Regions from separate parts of the Mus musculus genome. Here region 1 is linked to region 2. A link is a contact called in public Micro-C data. All regions are on one chromosome and are shown on one strand. The core of a region is the stretch at or near the end of the contact, and the rest is flanking DNA. Distances in the headings are between cores, read along the strand shown.

What was found. A called contact is a pair of places that touch in the nucleus more often than the background predicts.
Region 1: a contact with region 2 is called in a Micro-C map of embryonic stem cells, with 2.3 times the contacts expected there. The contact joins the enhancer-like site here to the promoter of Proser2 in region 2. A contact is called at or near these places in 1 of 39 promoter capture datasets (the C10 cell line), 2 of 484 Hi-C or Micro-C datasets (embryonic stem cells and nephron progenitors), 1 of 115 datasets of contacts at active chromatin or transcription factors (microglia) and 3 of 9 other capture datasets (adipose tissue, embryonic stem cells and liver).

Annotation. Positions count from the first base shown.
Region 1 is chr2:6,400,252-6,408,114 of GRCm38.p6, forward strand. Usp6nl (USP6 N-terminal like) reads left to right here. Exons shown (of 15, transcript NM_001080548.1): 5 at 29-68. Among named protein-coding and RNA genes, the nearest start is that of Gm13388, 33 kb to the right of the region's middle. Within about 2 kb of position 3,325, at least 62 of the 459 cell types and tissues checked have an H3K27ac peak or open chromatin away from gene starts, as enhancers often do. A contact at or near this core is called in embryonic stem cells, where this site is marked.
Region 2 is chr2:6,126,531-6,134,024 of GRCm38.p6, forward strand. It overlaps Proser2 (proline and serine rich 2), which reads right to left and starts at 3,655. Exons shown (of 4, transcript NM_144883.4): 1 at 3,512-3,655. Gm10857 (predicted gene 10857) reads left to right here and starts at 6,339. Exons shown (of 2, transcript NR_033470.1): 1 at 6,339-7,494. It also overlaps the pseudogene Gm13384.

The sequences.
Region 1 (7,863 bases), core at 2,075-4,574, 270 kb after region 2:
ATTCCGTGTTTGTTGTTGTTCTCTGCAGTGAGGAGGAGCTCCCATACCATAATGCAGCTGCGGACCGGGTAAGTGTGGTTCTTTGTTTATTTGTAGTTATTGATTGATGAATTGCCTCAAGAGGAATAGAATCTGCCTTTGTCATTTTTGAGTGCTGTATTGTATGTGGCTGGCATCGTCAGAATTTGACCATAATGATACCACTCTTAAGAAAGTAACCAGAATAAGCATGAAATGGGTTTAGGAGGATTTATGAAATTCTCATTTTTCTTTAAAAGTAAGAAGAAAGATAGTATTCTAAAATGTTCAGCGCCAGCTTCAAATTCTACCTGTATGAAATAGCCTCTCTGTGGCAGGAACTTTCATCTGCCCATCCGTCCGTCTGTCTGTCCATCCATCCACATCGAGTAGGCATGCGTACCATCAATGGTTTCTGTTTGGCTAGTTTCCCTCAGCGTTTGCTAGTTCTTTGAGCTGTCCACACAGTGTATTTTGGTCACTCCTTCCTCTCGCCCCTCCCTCCTTCCCTACCCACTCAGCTTTGGGTTCTTTTTGTTTTTAAACCCATCAAATTTTGGCTGCCTGCATACTCTTGGATGTGTGGCCTTATTGGAGAATGGTCAGCCCTTAAAGAAAATGGTCTCTCCCCTCCCAACAGCTATCAGCTGCCAATAGCTTCCTAGCTAGCAACTGGGTGTGGCTTCTTGCCCACCTCCCTCTCCATGATGGGATTTTGTCTGGCTTAACCTGTGTAGATCTCATCATGCATGCTGTCACAACTGCTGAGAGAGTTAGAAAATCATTTCCTTATAATACCCACCATCTCTGGCTCTTATACTCTTCCATCATCGTATCTGAGCCTTGGAGGAGGGGATGCGGGATAGATGTTCCATTTAGGGCATAATTCCTATTCTCTACACCTCGAACAGTTGTGAGTCTCTGTTTATCACCTTCCACTGTAAAAAAGAAGCTTCCGAGGGAGGCCCGGCAGCTACAGTAATCTCTGGGTACAGCAGTGAGTCATTGCAAGTACAGCGTCCCAAGCATCCTACGAGCCCTCTGGATACTAAAGCAGCACTGTAGACCCGTAGCTCTGAGAAAGCAACTGTCCCTGAGATTCTGTCCAGCTTCCCCCAAGCCATGACTGAAGCATTTCCTGTGGTCAGTTAACTACGTTAGCGTTCTAAGGACTAGGACAAGTGGCACAGTAAACCTGTCCGCTTTTCTTGAAACATTTCTTCACTCTACTTAGTGAGGAGCTGGTTCTCCGCCTGGGTGTGCGTGAGAAGTAGGGACGGGAAGTTTCAGCTGCTTAGAATTTCCTTACTCTTCCCCCTTCTCTCCTAAAATGAATCGGAGAATGGAAAGTGAAGGTATTTTGTTTCTGTGTATTCTGAGGATGGGAGCTGAGCTTCAGACAATGCAGATGAAATTAAAAATTAATTAAAAAATCAAAATTTTCTGAAAAATCAAAACTGTAGCAAAACCTTAAGATGTGAACAGAATTTTTATTTTCCATCTATGAAGACCACCTGTGAACACCTTTTTCAGGCAGCTGCTAGGCTGCTGGGTTCTCTGGTAATAGCCGTAGCCAAGAGGCTTTGACAGGACTTTTAACAGCAATATAACAGAGTAACAAGCCTCTGCCTGCCACTTCTTGTATCCTGACCCACTGATACCACCACAGGACCCCTTCCTCAGCTTCATCTTTTCTTTCACCTCAAATTTTATTGTAGCCATTATAGATGGTCTCTAACCCCTCTTACAGTAGTCTTCCTCCCTCCTTCCCTCCCTCCCTCCCTTCCTCCTCCCTCCCTCCCTCCCTCCTTCCTTCTCTCCTTCCATCCTTCCTTCCCTCCTTCCCTCTCTCCCTTCCACTCTCCCTCCCTCTCTCCTGCCCTCTGTGTCACCAAAAAACAAACAAACAAACAAAAAAACCAACCATACTTTAAGATTCTGAATGTTGATCTTTTCCTTGGCCTAATACTGGTCCTCAGATTGGCTCCTTCCTCCAGACTCCAGTCCATAGTCTTCTCAGCTCTCTCTTGAGTCTGAAACTTTCCGACCCCGTCTCATCTCTTAGCCAGTGCTGTGAGCTCTGCCTCCAGGTGTCTTCTCCACTTGTGCTCCCCTGTCCCTCGCTCTCCTCTGGAGCCTCCTGTCTTCCTGCCTTAGTCTTTATCCCCTTTCTCTTAGCCTTACTATTCAGTGAACGATTAAAATGATCCTGTTAAAATGGGTTAAGAACCTGACACTTTCTGATCAGAACCTGTTCCATCTGCAGTAAACTCAAGGGTTAAGAATGGTCCTCAGAGCGCAGGGGTGGCTTACTCTCTACCCTTGTATGACCTCCACTCTTTGAGCTCTGGTGTCTCCTGAGTGTGAGCGGGAAGCAGAGCCCCTCTGCAAGGCTGTCCCACTGGCTTCTTCTCTCGTGGGGTTTGGCTGTCCTCAAAGCAGCTTCAAGGCTCAGCCCTTTTACATTCTCCAAGAAGTTATCCAAGTGTCACTTATAGAATGTGGCTGTCCTTGGTCATCTAACCTAATTTTGGAAACTTCTACCCCTTGTGTTCATTTTCTTCCCCTCCCTCTCCCCTCCCCCTCCTCTCATGTTGTCTGTTTTGTTTTCCCTTTCTCTAGAGTCTGCACATTCATGTGTTACTTATGTTGAGGATCGCTCCCTCCCTCTGTTTCTCACACTAGGCTGTTGTTATCCTTCATTATAGCATTAAGCATGTTGACTTAGAAGCTAACACAGAGTCTGCAATTGTTGCAGTGTCCTACATTTGAAAGGTTAGGGAGAAGAGAATTGAAATTGTTTGTTTTTAAACAAAGCTTAATTGATTTGGCAAAATAAAAATGTATTAATCTAGTGTTGACTTCTCTCTCCTTCACTATTTGTAATTTTTTTGGTTGAGAAATCCTTAGAGTCTTCCAGCTAGTAAATAGATTATTAGTCAAGAAATATGCCAATAAAAAAGAAATGCAAGACAGATTAGCAAAAGGTACATACTTGAAAACTAAGCTTGCTTAATTTTTTAAAATAAGACTCAGCTGTATAATAAAATTCTTATCCAGTGCAAGTATGCGTTTAATTAATTAATTTCTTGTTTAAAGGCTTAATATAATTGAGAACCACTAAAAAGTAATCTATGTATACCTTAATAATTTATTTAAAATGCCTTTAATCTAAGCACTTGAGTGTCCTACCGTGCCCTGTTTCTCTGGGGTGCCCAGAGCACAGCCTGCAGGCCTTCCGGAGAAGGCAGGGCAAAATCCAAAGCAGGGAGTCTGCAGCGGTTTCCAGGTCCCCCTCTGCTTACCCTAGCACTGTCCGCGCAGCGCCTAGCAAAGCAGGGAGTCTGCAGCGGTTTCCAGGCCCCTCTCTGCTTACCCTAGCACTGTCCGCGTACCGCCTAGCACCGAGGGAGGGAACTGGGATCCACAGGTCTGCCCTTTTCTCTGGGCACCTGCCAGACAGAGAGGGGAAAAGTGGAGCCTGGGATGGATGGAGCCTGGTTTGATTCCAGAGTTTGGAGGGGCTGCAGGAGAGAAGGCCTTCCTCTGGAGTTCTAGGTGGGGCTCTTTAAGATGAAGGCCTTCCTTGCAGCGATCCACTTATTCATACTGGTTTATTTGATGGTGGGTGTGAATGTACACACTTTATTCTGGGTGAACCGGGGATTAAATACCCTTTTTGGGAAGGAATTCCCCGGAAGAGAAGTTCATTACGGGGCGGGGTGGGATGGGGTGGGGGAAGCTATCTAGATACTTCATTAGCATAGAGAACTCCAGGTGTTTATGTAGTGATCTAGTGCCTGTGTCCTCAGTGGCGGGTCAGGGCTGCCTGTTTCAGAACAGGTCCCAGGGGCTGGGCTCATTAAATCTTAGCATTCATTTGCCTGTCTGCTATCAGCATCTCACAGGCCTTGAGAGGCACAAATAGTAGAGCTTGAGGTCATCTGGTCTCCATAGAGAGTTGTAGGCTAGCAGGCCTGAAACCCTCTTCATCTTACACTAGTAAAGTGAGGACTGTTTGTATAGTTACTTGTCAGCCCTTTCCTGGGGGACAGAGGGCTCCAGTGCTTTGTTCTTTCACACACTGCACGTGCTTATTAGATGACTGTCTCGAATATTTGTTCCTGCATTTGTGATGCTTGCATAAATGTGTGTGTGTGTGTGTTCACAGCATACATGTGAGAGTTGGTTCTCTCCTTCCACCAGATGGGCACTGGGGATTGAACTCAGGTTGTTAGGTTTGGTGACCTGTGGCTCTGACTCTGCCTGTTATTTTACCAGGTCTGTGGTCTGATACCCCCCCCCCCCACAAACACACACATAAACTTAGACTCAGGCAAAGTAGTCTAAGGTTAGAAACTAGCATTCTCTAGTGTCCGCCTATACCGAGTGGCCGAGCTCTGCCGTTGCTAGACACATGATAAAGATCTATCTGTACATTGTCATTGAGTTAGGTCAGGACGAGTTGTTGCCCTGCTGAAGTTTCCACTCTGCAGTGTGCAGCTGAAGCTGTGCTCTTTGGTGCTTAGGAAGTCTAGTGTGCTGATATCTGTCTTGGCAGGTGATGGTGGCTCTGCCCATCTGTTTTGGTCTATAGTAGGGCGTTTCCCGTTTAAAATAGGGACAGTGATCCTCCCTCCCAAAAGGATTGATGTGATGCTTGCAAAGTAATTTGGGTTCCCCCAAATAGGCACTTAAACAAATAAACAAACACACTCATTATATTTATCCAGTAGAGAACAATATTAATAATGGATTATATTATTTCCTTGAGCTTATTGATGTTTTTAATAAGGAGGAAAGGGTATATAAAACTATGAATTTTCATAGCTAAAGCTATGAAATGCAGTGCAGTATTTTGCATAATATATAAAATATGAAAGCCTTCCATTTTTAAATTTTTTATTTTGTTTGTGTGTGCATATACATGCATATGTGCACATGTGCCACTGTGGTGGGCATGTGGAGGTCAGAGGACAGCTTACAGTGAGCGGTTTGTTCTCTTCTTCCTTCACTGTGTGAGTCCTGAAGGTCAGACTCCAGTCAGGCGTGGTGGATGGCCAGTGTTTTACCCTCCGCCATCTGGCCAGTCCTCCTTTATTTCTTCTGAAGAACGCCTTCGTTTTACCCTGCATCCAGGCTTACTGCTAAGTGACCGCACATTGCAGTGGCCAGGTCTCCTGTTCTTCTTATCCTCTCCTGACCTCTGCTGGTGAGATCCAGGCATGGGTGACTCCCAGCAGCATTTACTCACACGTCCTTACTGTAGGACATGGGAGGACCAAAATGTGTACTACTGTCATGCTTTGCACACTATGGAGCACCTCAGATGTTGGAGTTTCTCCTCAGTGGACAGTTGTCACAGACCTGCTACTTAGTAGCAGATTGAGTGCCCAGCTGAATTTCTTGATTAATTATTTATTTACATCCCAAATGCTGCCCCATCCCCTTCCCCCCTTCCCCTTTACTTCTGAGAGGGTGGCCCCTGGTTTATTTCCCCACCCTGGGGCATCAAGTCTCTGGGTTAGGCACATCCTTCCCCACTGACACAGGACAAGGCAGTCCTCTGCTACATGTGTAGTACTAGGGGCCTCAGTCCAGCCTGGGTATGGTTGGTGGCTTAGTCTCGTAGAGCTCCCTTAGATCCGGGTTAGTTGACTCTGTTGGGGTTCCTATCCCTTTCAGGGTCTTCAATCCTCCGTTTTCCCAAGGGTCCCTGACCTCTGTCCTATGTGTGGCTGTGGGTCTCTGCATCTGTTTCAGTCAGCTGCTGGGTGGAGCCTCTCAGAGGGCATTATGCTAGGTTTCTGTCTGTAAGCATAACAGAATATCATTAATAGTATCAGGGATTGCTGCTTGCCCATGGGATGGGTCTCAAGTTGGGGCAGTTAAATGGTTGGCCATTCCTTCTGTTTCTCCTTCATCTTTGTCCTTGCATTTCTTTTAGACAGGACAAATTTTGGGTTGAAATTTTTATGGGTGAGTGGGGTCCTGCCTGGCTACAGGAGGTGGCCTCTTCAGGTTCCGTGTCTGCACTGTTAGGCATCTTGAGGCCAAATCAAAGGTTCACACGACTGTTTGGGGAGCTGGAGCAGCTCACAAAAGTGCCGCACTTACTAGATCCATTTACTAAAAACAGTCCTCTGAGGAGCAGCCAAATGGAATACATGTGCATGGGGTTGGAACCAAGGGACAGAGGTTCCTTGCCCTCCTTGAGTATGAGAATCTCTTGAGCACTTCAGGTGATCACCAACCGGGAAGTTGCTCAACTCCACAGCAGAGGACTATTAATGGAGGGTCTATAACTTAGCTATGGTCAGTGTGTGAGACCTGAGTGCAGTCTTCAGCGTCATCATAGACCACTCACAGCAGAGATGAACCCTGAGACTCCAGTCACTTTCGCCTTTTTTATTCAGATTCAGACCCCAGCCAACCCCAGTTAATGTAATCCAGAACTCCCTCACAATTATGCTCTGAGCTTTGTCTGTAGTGCTCAACTAACATAGAAGTCTAAACTACACTAGAGATTATCCAAGCTATAATTTCTTTCCTTTTTCTTTTTTAAAAAAGAATTATTTATTAATTTTATGAATATGAGCACACTGTAGCTGTCTTTAGATGCACCAGAAAAAGGCATCAGATCCCATTACAGATGGTTGTAAGCCACCATGTGGTTGCTGGGAATTGAACTCGGAACCTCTGGAAGCCAGTGCTCTTAACCACTGAGCCATCTCTCCAGCCCTGGTATATTTTCTTATATGTATAGAAGAAAGAAAATCATGCTTAATGGTTCTGAAAATGGTGTGTATATGTCTTATTCTTTCAGGATACATAACATTTAAACTAATTTATGGCAAACATTAATATACAAAATGTATCTTAGAAAAGAATGACTACTTCCTGAAGTGATTTATTGGTAATTCATAGTAGTAAAAGTGGAAGTCAGAGGGCCGCCTGGCTGAGTGTGTGACCCTTTTTGCTGGCTTGTGGATTTGGATGTTTGCTGTTGGTAGAGAAGGGGCTTCTGCTTCAGGGGGTCAGAGGACGATGAGGAACAACAACAACACAGCGAATGGTGACACAGAACAGTCTCTGGCTCTTTACAGTTTGGCCTTCTCTAAAGTCACATTAGTAAAACATTAATTAGATTTCAGTGCCCCACTGAGTTGTAAAATTAAACGTATTTCTGGACCTGTCTGCATCATTTCATTACTGATAATGCAATAAGGGCTGTTTAGCCTTTTGAAAAAGGGAATTAACATCTTTTGCTCACAAGTGATTTTTTTTTAATTACAAAAACTTATAAAAACTTTAAAGAGTTAGAAAGTAATTACAGAGTTTTATGACTATACCTAAAGGTAAGTTCCATAAAAAACATTCTCATTGGTGAGAATCTTTTCCTAAATTCAGGATTTTCCTTGGGGAATGTATGCTTTTAGATCTAAAATTATTGGTGGTGGGTGTGCCATCTGCCAGGGTACTGCCTGCCTTTTTGAGGCTGGAGTGGGACCAGTCAGTGAGGAGCCATAGTTTTTATCCAGGGAACAGGACTGCCTGTGTTAGAAGAAAGGGCGGCAGCTGGAGACAGGAGAGGGTGACCACAGAGCACAGGAGAACCTGCCTGCCCTGAGTGCCTCTGCCCTTGAGACTTGCCCTGCAGGCTCTATCTGCAGCCTCACTTACAGGCCTGCCCCAGAGGCTGACAGGAGCACACACCCAGATTGTAAGCTGATCTGTAGAGCTGTTGATTTTCCTGGGTGGTTTGCTCTTTTATTGCTTTTATCATAGTTATTACACTCCCAGGCCTAAATACTTAGAGAAAATGTATTTCCCTTCCTGGAACCC
Region 2 (7,494 bases), core at 2,405-4,904:
TGAACCCCATAGGAAACGTTTTTCCTGTGTACGCATATATTCAATGATAGAATTCAACTTATAAATAAATTCGGCGCAGTAAGAGATCATTAACGACAGAGTGATTAAAACAATATGCTGAAATAACAGCCACATGACTGTGCCCCCTCTCGGTACTCAGGTAATATTGTCAAGCTGTGGTTGACCAGGAGCAAACAAACTGGGGATGAGGACTGGGAAGAAATCACAGTTAGAAAAGTGCCCGCCAGGCATCCTCGGAAAAGCTGGCCACATTGGTACACATCTCTAACCACAGCATGAAGGGCTGGGGGAGGAAGACACAGGAGGCTATCTGGAGCTCAGTGGGCAAGCCAGCCTAGCTCCAGGTCCAAAGGGAAAGAGAGGGACACAGTCTGAAGCAATAACAAGAGAAAGAAAAGAAAATGATTGAGGAAGACACTAGACACCGCCCCCCCCCACCTCTTATGTGTATATACTCCCCATCTCTCTCTCTCTCACACACACACACACACACATGCGCATGCTCACACGTCGCGTCCTGCCAGTTAGCACACTTCTCAACACTGTTAGTCATTAGCAACTGCAAATCAAACTCACAAGGAGATACGACTTCTTACCACTAGGATGACCTCAACAAGCAACACGGGGTCTACACATGTGATGGAACACAGTGTATTCAAAAAAAGGGGGCGGGGATAAAGGACCAATATGCTGCTGACAAATCTTGAAACTGCAGAGGCCAAATACTTTACAATTCCATCTGTATGAGAATAGGCAAACCAAGAAACAGAAAGCAGGTTAGTGGCCACCAGGGGCCACTAATGAATGGGTATTCATTCCCCTGGGGGGAAGGGAGACTGTTTAATGGGGAGGGGTGATGGAAAAGTTCTAGAATCAGACAGGTGTGATGGCTACACACCACTATTAATATACTCAGTGTCGCACTTTAGTAGACTTTAAGATGTATATACTTTATATTTTACTATATTAAAAATGATAACTGAACAGGTGAAATGGTTCAGTGGGTGGAGGTGCTTGCCACCAAATGTGACAACCTGAGTTCTACACCAGAGGCTCACGTGGTGGAAAAAGAGAACCCATCCATGTAAATTGTCCTTTGACCTCTACATGGGCACTGTGGCACATGCACATATATGTGCACACATGCACACACACAAATAAATGTAATAGACTCTTTTTTCTTAATGAGAATCATTTCAGCACTTGGGAGGTAGAGATAGGTGGACTGGAAGTTCAAGGTGATCCTCTGCCAGGCATCAAGTTCAAGAGCAGCATCAGCTAAAATCTGACAGGCAGGAGAGAGTGATGAATGAGAATCGGGTTTTCCGGCACCAAGGTATCTAGTATGGTGATAGGCATTCAAAAAGACCTACCAGATTCTGCTCCAGAAACATAGGCTGTTAGGCTGCACAGACCGTGAGTACAACACTATCTTTCGTTAAATTCTCTCAAATTTCAAGATTGATGCTGTAACCCTGGGAGGAAGCAAGGGCTTTACTGAGAGGAGAAACTTCACTGTGGTTCATACAGACAAGCCATTATCAGGGATGCCACTATACAAAGAGAAGGCCATCTCAGCATGCTCAAGAGGCCTTCAGAGACTGGACAGGGAGCCATCTCTGTTGGACACCCATGAGGAAGCCACCACTGAACCCCCAAGAAGAAACAAATGCTGCCCTTGACCGTCAAAGCACTCAAGTTCTGTGATGCTGCTAGGATTGCTAGGATTCCCCTGGCACCTACAAATGGCCCCGAGGCCGCTGGCATCCATCCCATAACAGCTCAGAGAAGATACACTCCAACTTTTTGTTCCAGAGGATTTCCTGTGCTGGGCTCTGCTCCACCCAGAGCGTCCACGTCCTCCCTTCAGGTTTCAAGGCTGTCCTCTGCCTCTATCAGTTACCTGAGCTGATCTTCAGATCAACATAAGGTGCCAACTGTAGGCTCCTGAGGTGTCTCAGAACCTTGGAGCCGAGGCCAGGTGTCTCATCAGCCACTGGCGAAGGCAGGATTACCAGATCTGGTTTAATCAGTTTGGACCATATGGCTCTTATCTAGAAATTCTGCATGTGCATTCGCAAGTCAGGGCTCAGAACACTGAAGCTGGTGAAAGAGACCACAAATGTAAGGATGAAGGAACTGAGGGCCACACCACGCCTGCATTAAAACAGGCCAATCCCTCTTCAACGAAGTGCCACGGGGCTCTTCAGTTTCAAAAAACACAGCCCATCTTTATAACTGCCACTTATTCTAATTTCAAATTTCTGTTTTCTGTGAGAGGAGAAAAATGCTTTTAAATTATCAGGATCCAAAATTTTCCAGTGAGAAGCTCACTGGAGTCACTGTTAAAAGGAACCAGTCACCGAGAAAAAGGCTATTACTGGTCTGGGCAAGAAAATACAGAAGATTCCATACATACGCTGTCAAGCCTGGCAAGAAAGATCGTAGCCCGACTTCCACCCTTCCCACCCAGCCCCAAGTAAATAGGGCATTTGTTTGTATTTCCACATTGGCCGCACCATTGGCCGCACCAACGAAAGTACCTCCTCCACCTAGGAAAACAATCTGGAACATTCAGGCATGGAATATGAGGGCAAAGTTTTAGTACACACTGGAGCACCTCACAGAAAATTATTTTTCCTAAGAGTCTGTCCTTCAAGCACTTCCCAGAGTTTACACTTAATACCTGGTTTGGTATTTCTAGATCGTTCTAGGACAAAGCTTCTTGTTGTTATCTATTAAAACTGGAGCCAGAGGGAATCTTCCCACAGCGGGACTCGAAAGTTTTACTCTTTAGGGGGACACACACACACAAACCCCTCTTCATTGTCTCCTTTGCACCAAATAGGTTCAGGCAGAGTTGTCCTGTGGTTAGGTGCCTAGAGGGGGTTAGTTACTTAAATTTAGAATCCGTAAAACAAAAGTTGAGAAACTTTCCGTCTCAGGGAAACGCTGCAGTTTATTTGACTGCCTTTTGTTAAGCCCTGTCTCATTAGCCACATATTCGGTCTTTCTAACCCTACCGTCCCAGGTCTCCCGGCAGACCCACACAAACATCCCCGCGCGATTCAGTTACCTGCGGGGAACCGGCGGGGGCATGGAAAACCTGCCGAAGGATTCGCTCAGGATACTGGTTTAACAGGTGGCTCTGGCCATCTCCGGGTTTCAGCCTCGCAAAGGACACGGTCCTCACGCGCAGTCCGCTCCAGGAAAGGTAAGGGACCAAAGACTCAACTCAGACAACACGCCACGAGCCACTCTCGCTCTCGGGAAAACCCCTAGGTGAAAAGCCACACGTCGCGATCCCCGAAGCCCCAGGATGGAGGCCAACCGGTGGCACTGACCTCGGCGACGACAGAGCCCCAGCTGCGCGCAAAGGGCTTCCCCAGTTACCAAGACCCGGACCGGGAGCCCTGGATGATCCCGACAGCTGCTGCCGCTCCCGGTGTCCCGCGCTTGGCCTGGCCTCGCTCAGTAGGGCGGAACTCACCGAGCCAAGTCCCCTCCGCGGGTCGCAGGTGTCCACGCCGACTGAGACCCTCGGGGCTCACGCCGTCCTCCGGCCAGCAAGTCGTGCACGCACGCACGCCGATCGTCCCGGGCTGCCTGGAGCGCGCTCCCCAGGGCGTCCAGCACCTCCCCGCCGCGCGCTCTCGGCGGCCGTGCGCGCTCCGCCGCCCAGCGCTCTGCACCTCTGCCGCGCGTTCCTGGCGGCCGGACTCCAGTCGGCCAGAGGTAGTCTGCGCGTCCCCGCGATACTTAAAGGGCCAGCGCCCAAAGCCCTTGGCTGTGCCTGTCAGGCCTTCTCGGTCTACTTGTGAGACTGAATTGAGCATGAGCAATCGTAATACCAATGTGCTTTTGAAGTCCTGAATAAGAAGGGACTTCTCCAGCAACTCCACCACTAACTTTGAGAGTTTCGTTGTTGTTGTTGTTGTTGTTTTAAAGTAGAATTTCATTATGTAGGATGGCTTCAAGTTCATGATCCTCCTGCCTCAGCCTCCTGACTTCTGAGATTACAGGCATCCAACAACAATATCCTGAAGAGATTATTTTCATTTAATAATAATGACTGTTATTTATGAAATACGTATACTTTCAAACAAGACACATAACATACATTATTTTGTTTAATTCATTTAGACAATGTTTGTGGGGTCGTGGGGTTAAGTCTTTCTTTGTTTTTGTTTTTTTGAAAAGGGATCTCATTATGTAGCCTTGGCTGGCCTGGAGCTCACTATGTAGACTAGGCTGGCCTCCAATTCAGAGAGAGCCAATGCAGGCTGAGATTAAAGGCGTGTGCCACCACGCCAAGCTCTATTCATGTTTAATGAACTTGTAAGCATTGTCCATATGTGAGTTACTTATGTGATGTTCCCATATGTGTGCACACTGAACAGGGTTTTTAGCAGAGTAAACATGGCCAGCTCCTTAAATATTTATCATTTGCTTGTCATGAAAAATGTCAAAATCCTTCTTGCTTTTTTTTGAGGATTTTGTTTCTTTTGGTTCATTCATTCATTCATTCATCCACTCATCCATTCCTTCATTCGTGTGTGTGTGTGTGTGAGAGAGAGAGAGAGAGAGAGAGAGAGAGAGAGATGCTTCAAAAAGTGAAGGTCAGCCGACAGCCTTCAGGAGCTGGTCCTCTCTTGCCCTCACGAGGGTCAGAGTTCAGGGCTCAGGGCAAGTGCCTCAATCCAATGAGCCATTTTCTTGGCCAGCCAGGTCCTTTGACTTCTTATGGTTATTTTACAGAGAGGGATTTTTGAGGTCGACGAGGCTGAAGAAAGGCCCCGGTTTTGATCCTGTTGATTGTTGGGATATCTTTACCACCGGGGGGAACATTTCTGAGTAGCTAATAGTAATAGCTCATTGTTGTGGCAGCCTTTCCCAACCGGGCAGAAGCTAATGTTCTCAGCGAGAAAGCCAGGGCCATGGATTTTATTCACTGTAATGCTTGGTGTGGCTCGAATGACAACCTGTACCCCCTAAATGTTTGCATTTTCCCCATTTAATGGAAAGCGAAGGAAGTGGCTGGCCACACAAATGACTGGGTTACAGGCAGCTGACAGGGCTGAGCCCAATTCCTCAGTCCTGAGATCATACCTTGGTCTTCCCCAGGAAGAAGAAGTACCTGATTAAAGGGAAGAAAACTTTTTCTCTAATAACACACTGGCCTCGCCTAACTCCCTGCATCTTTAATTAATGTTTACAAAGCACTTTAATCTACATGCTAGTTAATTAGGCAAGCATTATTATTTTTTTTATTTTTACACAGAAGGCTTCCCCATCCTTTCCCTATCACCTCCCCACCCCCATAATTCCAAGCACTAAGCTGGAGGCAGGCAAGGGTTCAAGCGCAGGGTCTCCAGCCTGCATAGGGTCCTCCAGCTCTCCCATCCACTGAGAGTCAATGTGAGCCTGTTCTATAAAAACAGAAGCAGTCCAGCCACACCTGCTTGTAGCTATAAGCAAAACCCTGCAACTGGAAGTAGGCCCTGCTGATCAGAACAGTAAACTGGTCACGTGGCTCCCCAGTGTGGTGCAGGGCGCAGTGAACACAGGAACTGGTCCAAGAGGAGCCATTTTCCAAAAACACTTCCGGTTGGCCAGGTCTTGGTCCACTAATTTCAGACATGACTCTGGTCACCGTTCACTGACATAAGAAGGTGTCCAGCTTGGGCTGGGAGGCAGAATTCACAGTCTTTATTCTCACTTTCTGTTTACTCTTGGCCTTGGACTTAACAGGCACTGGTCGGATAATGGCTGTGTCCCTAGGCTGGATGAATTTTGTTCGTCCTCCAAGCCCATCGAAGCATATTCTTACCACATCTGTGCTGCAACGGGATTCTGCTGTGGTCCTGTTGGGCTGTTTCTGACCCAGGACAGCATTCTAGATGAAGAGAGGTGTCTTAGTCAGGGTTTCTATTCCTGCACAAACATCATGACCAAGAAGCAAGTTGGGGAGGAAAGGGTTTATTCAGCTTACACTTCCATACTGCTGTTCATCACCAAGGAAGTCAGGACTGGAACTCAAGCAGGTCAGGAAGCAGGAGCTGATGCAGAGGCCATGGAGGGATGTTCTTTACTGGCTTGCTTCCCCTGCCTTGCTCAGCCTGCTCTCTTATAGAACCCAAGACTACCAGCCCAGAGATGGTCCCACCCACAAGGGGCCTTTCCCCCTTGATCACTAATTGAGAAAATGCCTTACAGTTGGATCTCATGGAGGCATTTCCTCAACTGAAGCTCCTTTCTCTGTGATAACTCCAGCTGTGTCAAGTTGACACAAAACTAGCCAGTAAAAGAGGGAAGGCACCAGCCAGTCTTCATCTGGCTCTCCTACACATCGCTGGCCACCCAGTGAGAGCTGGGACTCCAGCTTGGAGACTTTGCGCTCCTTCTTGGGGACGTCCTGCACGGGAGAGCATGCCCTCTCCAGGCACAGCTTCTTGGGGAGGCGATGCTGGGCGCCGGAGATCTGGGCTGAGGGGTATTTACATCAAAGGTAACATTCACTGAAGGGTGGCTGGTGAAGCCTCGGGTTCATCATCTCCACAGGGGCTGGGCTCTCAAAAACCAGGCGGCTGACCGGCTCATTGGTCTCCGGAGGCAGGCTCAAGGTTTCCTGGAGGATCATCGGCTTCTTTCTTAGGCTGGCGATCTCCTTGTCAGCACTTTGTAAGTCCTTCTGGGCTGACCTCAGTTCTAACTTGGCCTGATCCAGCTCAGTGTTGAGAGTCTTCAACTTGCTCCTAGAGAACACCAAATCCTTTTTCAACCTGTCAGCCAGCTCCCCTGAGGCCTTCCAAGCTTCCTTCAGATTCTCATACTCTTTCTTGAGGGACGCGCAGTACACAGCCAGCTGCTCTACCGCTGACTGTCCCACACCTATGTCTCGGATCATCTCCTCCACCTCAGCTCAATTTGCTCCATGGTTTTTCATCTTGCACTTGAGTCGGTGGGCCTCTTGCCGCTGCTCCAGGAACTTCATCTGTTTTTTCAGGGTGGAACATAGCATCTCTGCCTTGTTTAAAGCGTTCTGCAGGGACTCCACAGTGGCATTGCGTTCTTCCAGGGTGTCCCGTAGAGTGTCGATAATGGCCTGGCTGTCCCATTTCTCCCTGTCTTTCTGGGAAAGCTGAGCTTTGACACTCTCCAGTTCATTCTTTAAGAATTCTAAATCCAAGACACTCTCCTCTTCCTGGGCGAGGTTGAAGAAAAGCTTGTTTATAATAGTCTTTTTGCCAACCTGGATTCTACCCTGTGGGCAGGTCCGACTTGGTGCTGTCTCAGACCACTGGATTAGGCATTGCTGATGAAAAGTGTGGCCACAGTATATGGCAGCCATGTCACGGGAGTGATTGAAGAAGTCGGAGCAGATAGTGCACAGAGCGCGGATAGGCTTGATGGCTCGACTCAAGCAGCCCAGAAAGCCAGCTGCCGACGACAGACACAGTTTGGTGGCCGAAC